2 separate regions of the Ovis aries genome follow, and region 1 is linked to region 2. The links are chromatin contacts, called in public Hi-C maps. All regions are on one chromosome and are shown on one strand. The core of a region is the stretch at or near the end of the contact, and the rest is flanking DNA. Distances in the headings are between cores, read along the strand shown. Region 1 holds the start of GSG1 (germ cell associated 1). Region 2 overlaps EMP1 (epithelial membrane protein 1).

Region 1 (4,425 bases), core at 1,646-4,145, 140 kb before region 2:
TGGTAGCTCAGATGGTAAAGAATCCACCTGCAATGCAGGAGACCCAGGTTCAACCCCTGGGTCAGGAAGATCCCCTGGCGAAGGGAATGGCAACCCAGTCCAGTATTCATACCTAGAGAATTCCATGGAGAGAGGAGCCTGGCAGGCTACAGTCCATGGGGTCTCAAAGAGTCAAACATGAGTGAGTGACTAACACTTTCACTTTTCCCTGTGTTCGATTCCTCTGAGAGGAGTAAAGGGGCATATATCCATGGGAATCTCCCAGCAAGAATAGTGGAATGGGTAGCCATTTCCTTCTCCATGGGATCTTCCTGACCCAAGGATCGAATCTGGGTCTCCCACATTGCAGGAAGATTCTTTACCATCTGAGCCACCAGAAAAGCCCATTTATCCTACTAATGAATGATAAAGAGGATGCTCCCTAGGGAGCAGATAGAGGCACTGGGCTCTTGAGGGTAGGAGGACAGAGAACCAACTGGGATGCTGCAACCCTTGGAGAGGAAATAGAGTGATGGGTTTTGAGAGAGGTGGAGATCTGAGTGCAGCTTCCATCCACTATGCCTGAACTGAGAGAATCTCAAATGAAGGGTGGCTGTGTGGTACCCATGGAGGCGGGACACTGAGTGCTCTGGCCTTGGAGCCATAGGGAGGGTGTCCTTGGCGGGTGGACAAGGAACCTGCAGGTGCAGCCCCACAGCCCAGTGCAGTTGCAGTGTCTGGGGAGACCCAGTGGGTGGCTGCAGAATGAATGCAGCCCCTGTGGCTTTGGCTGGAGCTCTCAACCTTGTCATTTTTAGCCTAAAAGAAGGGTGAGATGAAAATGTCCCAAAGTTAGATGTTTCAGTGCTGGGGAGTGGTGGCATGGAGCCAGACTGAATTTGATTTATTAATAAAAATAAAGAGATCTGACAGGTCTCACACTTTGCATTACGAAGCAGTTTGTACTGTTATATTAATATATACTGAACGGAAAAGAAGCCCATACTTAGTTGCTGACAGACACTTCCTAAAGTAAACCATCTTGAGCTTTCTAAGGGGAATCACTTACATCAGAATTAATCAGACCCAAATCTGCTTAGTTTAAGAGATGTAAATAAAACCATAGCTAAATAAGACAGGCCCATAAATCTGCCTCTCTCATCATCTCCAGCTGAACATTTTCTACATTAAACAGGCAACTTTATCTTAGAATCATAACAGTTTGTTCTTTATAATTTTCAGGGACTAAAACAGTACATGCCACGACAAAGTGCAGTTTTTTATGGCAATAAGAAATACACCAGATTCATATGTAGATAGAAGCCAGTAAGCAAAATGTATGATAAAACAGCTTCTGTAAAGCAATTTGCTAATAAGATTTTTTTTTTAAAGCACTCAACAAATTAACTCCAGCAAGAATTGTTGGTTCGACTCTGGGTGACCTTGGTGAGGACTCAAAAGCCATGATACCTGGAAGGGGGCGGGGGTGATCTTATATTGACAGATATGGAAGTCATTATGAGCCCCTTTTCTTCCCCCAAAAGAATGTTGTCATCTTGTTTTTTAGTTTTGAAAATCCTATTTGTTTTTGTCATTGTTCTGCTACCCTTAATTAGTTACCCTTTCTATTTTTATATCCATTGCTTGAATAGGAAATAGACTTCAAGGTACAACATCTTCATCCATTCTTCTGTATAAAGATGGAACTAAGGATTCGGGCAATTCTACATTTTTGACAACTTTATTTTCGACCCCATATAACTTTGAGATTTAGCCACTATCCCATCACATCCAGATTTTTATTTTACCCTCAATCCATTTAAAATCATACCTATTCACAAATTATTCATCAGGTTATTCCAAAATAAGAGTCATGAATCCCTCACCACAGTCCAGCCACTCTGTAGCAGCACTAAGGTGACAACCAACTTAAGAAGTTGAGAAGCAGAGAATGAAAAAGAGCTTGGGAGAATGAACTTATGGTTACCAGGGGGAAGGGGAAGGGGAAGGTATAGTTAGGGAGTTTGGGATGGACATGTACACTCTGCTATATTTAAAATGGATAACGAACAAGGACCTACTGTATAGCACGAGAAACTCTGCTTCGTGTTATGTGGCAGCCTTCACGGGAGAGGAATTTGGGGGAGAATGGATACACGTATACGATGGCTGGGTCGCTCTGCCGTGCACTTGAAGCTATGACAGCATTGTTAATCAGTTATACTCGAATATAAAATAAAAAGTTTTGAAAAGAGAAGAAAAAGAGCTTGGAATGAAGTCCAAAGACGCTGTTCCCAGGAGTGTCTACCAAGGACAGACTCAAGGAACCTCATTCAACGATTATCTTGATAACTGAATGAGAATCCATTCAAGAATCTTCAAGAATTGTCTTCAACACCCACACTGCCATACCCTTCACTACATATTTTATTCTTCCCCCTAAAAATGCCTTGCTCTTGATTTAGAAGAACAGTTTAATTTGGCAGTGGTTTCCTTCAGGGGATCGTGGAGAGGAAATAGCGGCCACAGACACGTTCCATCTTTGCATCTACTGACAAGCCCCAAGACGAGGGGAATCTTCAGTCTCTAAAAAAGGGACAGTGTGTGGCTTCAGACACAGGCTCAGACCACTAGGAAATATACAGATTGAAAATCTATACTTTTCAATAATTAATTTCTACCAATTTTCTGTGATTCTTCCATCAACATAGGTTAATGGCAAAACCTCAGGATTAACACAGACTAGTGAGGACAGCAAATGGATGAGACTGGCACATCTCAAAAGAATCGGGAGCAAAACAGCCATGAAATGCATGTTCCAAACAATAAGAGAGGGAAGCTGGTTACCTTGACCATGGTCCTTGTCTCACAGCTTGTCCAGAAGGACTGCAGATGCCATCTGTGCTCCAAATCCCTTTGGTTTAGTGTTGGAAGAAGGAAAACTCCCTTTCCATTCCCCTCCCACCTCCTCCCAGCCCTCCCCTCTGTCATATATTTTGGAGTGCTTCATGATTAAATGCTGCCTTGCAGGGAACTTGGGCATTTAAAAATTGACAAGGCACTCATGGTCCAGTTGTCCTGAGCGATTACACAGAAGAGCTTGCCACTGGGGCTCTGGGATTCAGCACAAAGACGCAAGGACCTACATGTGCAGAATGAAGAAACAACAAAATTCTGCAAAGCAATTATCTTTCAATTAAAAAATATATTAAAAAAGTGCACAGTGATTGAGTGTCCATCTCAGTGCCACTCCCTAGGAAACTGGTGAGAATGGATTGGGCTTGATTTTATGGCAGACAAAACATTGTAGAGTCACCACTGCTTTGTAGTGACTTTTGTCAGTTCCCATTCCCTTGTGTCCGATTTTCCGTCTCCTTCATAAGCCCTGTGATCTGCAATGTCAGGGGCCTCATAGAGCCATGGGTATGGAAAGGCTTCCTGGTGTCTCGGGTGGTCTCCACTCTCCAGTAAGTGACATTAGTAAGGATTATTATAACATCCTGAGACCATCTGTGTAAGGTAGTGTTGGGGGTAAGCCTGCAGAGGGAGGAGGATTGGAGAGAAATAAATCCCTGGGTTAGCAGTGCTGTGGCTATCTACCATGTCTCTCCCAATCTTTGGGTAAAGGGATAAATTTTTTTTTTAAAGTACATTTCTAAAACTTAAACAAAAAGCAAACAAACCTGGCAAATTAATAGGGGTTTGATTGCATATCTTTTGTTGTCAGTCCCCTAGAAATACAAATGGTGCTTTCTGTCCTCAAAAGCTGTGCCAATTAATTGGGTTGAGAAGGTGGGGAGACTGCTGTGTTCCCCTGAATACCCAGGGACTTCACCCTCTTCGTCCTGGCTGATGCTCTTCCTTCCTTCTTCCTGGAATGTCTTCTCTTCTTACCTAAGGATCTGCCTCTTGTCAGGATGAACTCAAGTCACCCATTCTTTGAAAATGCTTCTTCCTAAGGACCGTTCCCTCTTCTCTGTCCTTGTCCGCTCCCATGATGCTTTCTATATTCCAGCTGTTTGTCTTGATTGTAAAGTCCTCAAAGTTGGCTCCACATTTGAGAGCAGTAGGGCTCAATTCTGACCAGCATCAGAACCATCTTTGCAACTTTGGAAGATATGCAGATTCCCAGGCTCCATCCTGAGCTGCCATAGTGGTTCTGGGGTGATGCCCAGGAACCCGTAATTTTAGAAAACTTTTTGCATACACCCAGGGCTGGACTTCTGAATTTCCGGTTCCACATGCGAGGAACTTGGGAGTCACCACTCTGATCACACAAGTAAAAAAACTGAACAGACTGAAAACTATATAATCAGGGAATTAACGTGTCATAAAAATCACACCTGTTTGACTCACTTTGGGCTGACATTTAGCGAAAGCCTCTCTGCCCTGCCCTGCCCTTCCGCCGCGTCAACCAGATCTGCCACCAGCCGAGTCATGATCCTC
Region 2 (4,497 bases), core at 638-3,137:
TTAGCAAGACATTATTTCCACCTAGAGATGAGCTTCTTAGCTGTATTTATGGCTAAATATGGCATCTTGCATATATTTAGTCCAGACACAAGCTGATGGTTGTTTCTTTTACTTTCAAGCCAGGGAGTTAGTTTTTAAACAGATTTAAAAAATTTTTTTTAAATTTGTATTGGACTGTAGTTGATTTACCATGCTGTGTTAGCTTGAGGTGTACAGCAAAGCAAATCAGTTATACATGTACATATATCCACTCTTTTTCAGGTTCTTTTCCCACCTAACAGAGTACTGAGAAGAGTTCCTTTATGTCTTTTTGATTTCAGGTCTGGGTGGTGTCAGATTTGAGAGCGGAATCAGTAGGTCTTTGGAAAAACTGTACCATTGGTGGCTGTGGTGACAGCCTTTCCTACGCTGGTGAAGGTACGTGCAAAGATATTGTACCTAGCGCCCTTGAGGAATGGCCAGCCCCTTGGGGGCTGGGTAGCCTGACGTCCTCACTCCCCCTGCTCTCTGTCCGTAGATGCCCTCAAGGCTGTGCAGGCCTTCATGATCCTGTCTATCATATTCTCCGTCATCTCCCTTGTGGTCTTCGTGTTCCAGCTCTTCACCATGGAGAAAGGCAACCGCTTCTTCCTCTCCGGGGCCACCTTGCTGGTGTGCTGTGAGTATCAGCTTACTCAGAAAAAGCTTTCCTGTAGATCTTACCATGGGGGCTGCCAGTGGCGTGGACAGTTGAGCACTAGGGGCAGTGAAACTGCCTTGTACAATTTACTGGCTTGGTTATTTGTGCTCTTGGGGAGAACCCCTGATAGCCACTTGAAGTAAGAACCCTCATCAGCTTCACTGTTTAAACCTGGGGCTCCTGGGCAGATACCAAGGAGCCGGGGTCTGCCCAGCTGTAGTGCTTGTATGGGTTCGTGCTCAGTTGTGTCCGACTCCATGACCCCATGGACGGTAGCATGCCAGGCTCCTCTGTCCATGGGATTTTCCAGACAAGAATACTGGAGGGGGCTGCCATTTCCTCCTCCAGGGGATATTCCTGACCCAGCGATTGAACCTGTGTCTCCTGCACTGGCAGGTGGATTCTTTGCCACTGAGCGACCTGGGAAGCCAGAGCTTGTATTCAAGACAGTTGAAGGGGCAGGCCATGTGGGAGTCCTCAGATAGTGAAATTGCTGATGGCCATTCCCTCTCTCCCAATACACGCAGTCTGATGGAAGGTGTGTTCTTTTGCATCCCCCCAGGGCAGCCTGTCCTAGTGTGCTGGGGTCTAGATGGGAAGGCCAGTGGAGAGGAGTGGGGAAGACCAGAGGAGCTGTGTTTTACTTCACAGCCATACAAACCAGTGCAGGTGTGAGAACTCAGACACCAATGGTACAGCAACATCGCCATCAAGCCTGGTTCAGGGCCAATCAACAGAACCACCGCTGGGGTCCAAACTTCAGATTTCGTTTTCCCATCGCCCACGAGGAACATAGGATCTTTCTAAAGTTATAAATCTTTTTCTCGCTTTGAATGTTAAGAAACCAAACCAACAGTGAATCATTTCTCCCCACTGCAGGGCTGTGCGTCATGGTGGGGGCCTCCATCTACACTCATCACTATGCCAACAGCTCTAAAAACGGTTATGAGAAGAGTCACCACGGCTATTCCTTCATCCTGACCTGGATCTGCTTCTGCTTCAGCTTCATCGTCGGCATCCTTTATCTGGTCCTGAGAAAGAAATAAGGCTGAACACATTTACTGGGGACCTGGGGGGTGGGGAGGAGGGAGCCCTTGAATCTGGGAGGGGAGAGGAAGTTGCTAAGCAGGAAAAACCAGGAGAGGGAAGGGGGGGGAGGGGATGGAAGCGGGGAGGGGCTGAAATCCAAACATGATGGAGGGGGTCCTGTACTGTCCAGCCCCTGCCCTGGGAGAAAGCCATTGGCTGGGACGGGTGCTCCCTGGATGTGGGCCAGGGGGCCTCCCTCCGGGCACTGGGCTTGGCCTCCAGCTGTTCTCCGTTACACACACTGCCTGGGGTCCCAGCAGCTGCCACATCACTGGCTCCACTTCCAAGGGTGAATTCAGTCTTCAGACTCACTGCACCCAGTTAACACAGCGGTACAGGTTCCGGCCAGGGCAGATATTGTTTTTGTGTGGAATAAGCCAAGCCTGGAAGCCACCCCGCCCTTCTGACCCAAAGCAAAACATCACCATGTGAAGGGCTCAAGGGAGGACTTTGGCCACTGTGCCAGGATCCTTCTTGTTAAGCAGAGATTTAACTCTGTGGTATTTGTGACAAAATGGGAAGAAGAGACATAGTGATTAAGGCCAAGTTGGTGGCTTAGCTAAATTGAGAAAGAAATTTTCACAGTGGAAGGCCTGGGGCATGGTCAGAACCCAGACCTGGCCTCACACAGCTGTCCCTTGTGGAGACCTCTTGCCGTGGACTTTGCTTGGTCTCTCGCTTAAAGCCAAGGCAGCACTCTGGAATTTCTGTAAAGCCACTAACAACCAATTCAGTGGTGGGAGCACCACACAAATTATGGGAAAAGGGGGCAGTCCTACAGCAGGATTATATTAGGGTTATGTTATTAGGAACCTCTCTCGGTGCAATCATGTTTAAGTATAAGATGTGAGAGAGATGGACATAGATCCTTGCAACTCAATCTGTTACTCTCCCCCTAAATTATACCCTTTTGAGGAAGTTTTATCTGATTAGCCAAGTTGGGGATCAGGGTTCAGAGATGGCTCTAGCTTTATGAGCTGAAGGGGTCGCCTATCAGAGGTCCTGCCTGTTCCACAATACAGATGAGGCAAGGCAATTTTGGAAGCTTCTTAAAACACATGCAAACCAGACTACACATCCTTGGGTGAAAGGTGCTATACAATTGTCAAGTATTAAGCATACTAGATTTCAGTCACAGTAAGAAGAGAGTGTCTGTACTTCCAGGAAAATAAGAAAATTTCTGTGAGAGAAATAAAAATGTAGGTGATGGGCAGATATTTTCTTTAAGGGAAAAGCAAAAACCCCTAAAAACTCTTGTGGTGCCCAGTCCGATGGTCATTGAGCTTCTCTGCTGCCACAAGAGTGTTTCTTTGTAGGACTTAGAAGTATGGTATTAGTATGGTAATCCTGGTTAAGCAGTCACTGCTCTGGCCTGGCGCAGGTATTTTTAAGCCATCTCAGATTCTGGCTAAAGGGTTTGTTTTGGTGGAAGACACTTCCTTTATCAATTTGAGAAGATCTACCCTAGGGAGAATCTGAGACATCTTGCCTACTTTTCTTCTTCTAGCTCCCCTTTCATTCCATTTCTTATATAGTTTTCCTTTAGGGGAGCTGTTATGCCACAATTGCTGGTATTTATATAAAAGGATTATTACTAAGTTTATTTCTTTATGTTCATTCTGGTTAGGGGAATGTGGAGGGTGGGCCACCAAATTATCTGGACTAGGGGTAAATGGGTTGGAAAGCAAAAAACTGTGGGATGATGAACTTTTTAATTATGATTTAATGATCATATGATTATAGAAGGCTGTCTTGAGTGCAGAGGCAGATTTGCGTATCAGATATATCCAAAAGAGATACTAGCATTGTGTTAAAAGGTTAAACTATGACTGGAGTGAACCATGTATTCCCTGGTCTTTTCCTTTGTTTCTGTGCCATTTATGTCTCGTGTAATTTGCATTACAGTGGTGGGTTGTTCTAGTACTGTATTTGGCTTCTTCTTTAATAGATTGATATTTCATATACTATAATTGTAAATATTTTGATACAAATGTTTATAACTCTAGGCATATAAAAACAGATTCTGATTCCCTATACTGTGTGGGTGTTTTCTTTCTAAAAATGTATGACATTTTCCCCTAATTAAGTTGTCAATCAGTTTGATTTGGACAACTTGGCATTTATCCGATGTAATAAGCTACTTTCTGGTAATGCATCAGGCATTTATACAATAACACTTTCAGACAACTGAATGTTACTATACTTTCATCTTGCTTTCATTAAGCCTTTTGAGCAAAAAACAAAAAAAAAGAAAAGGAACTTCACAAACTATTAGAGAGAGGTTATTATCTTGAATTAGAATGGCTTATGATATTAAGAAATGAGACACTTGCTAATTTTCTTTGAAATAGTCAACTCCACTAATGTGTCTTCAACATATAAAGCAATTCGCAAAGGTGTGTATCACATACATTTGCATGAACCCATTCATTGCACAACCTGGGACGTACCTGTATGACAGAAGGAAAGCTTCGAGGCTTTCTGGGTGCAGTGAGGCCTGGAATCAAGAGTGGAAAGCAGAGTTGATGCTGCCTACCCCAATCTCATGTTGACACCAATATGATGAGTGCTTTCAATGTGGAGCAGGTCATCTTTTAGTCCCCTGTGTCCTTGGATGAAATCACTGCACAGAGTAAAGCACACACAGAAAAACCCCACAATGAAAGCTGAAAATAATACTTGGACATATTTTAAATTAAATTAATCAAATTGCATGGATTATTGATAGC

What was found. Hi-C and Micro-C count contacts between places; a contact is called where the count stands out from the background.
Region 1: a Hi-C map of hypothalamus shows a contact between it and region 2, with 9 times the contacts expected there. The contact joins the promoter of GSG1 here to the enhancer-like site in region 2. A contact is called at or near these places in 9 of 16 Hi-C or Micro-C datasets (blood, hypothalamus, liver and 5 more).

What each region holds. Positions count from the first base shown.
Region 1 is chr3:202,442,399-202,446,823 of ARS-UI_Ramb_v3.0, reverse strand. GSG1 (germ cell associated 1) reads right to left here and starts at 2,895. Exons shown (of 6, transcript XM_060414213.1): 1 at 2,827-2,895. The coding sequence starts at 2,835.
Region 2 is chr3:202,301,696-202,306,192 of ARS-UI_Ramb_v3.0, reverse strand. EMP1 (epithelial membrane protein 1) reads left to right here. Exons shown (of 5, transcript XM_060414210.1): 3 at 321-417; 4 at 518-658; 5 at 1,559-3,802. The coding sequence ends at 1,725. Among named protein-coding and RNA genes, the nearest start is that of EMP1, 20 kb to the left of the region's middle. Within about 2 kb of position 1,887, at least 3 of the 54 cell types and tissues checked have an H3K27ac peak or open chromatin away from gene starts, as enhancers often do.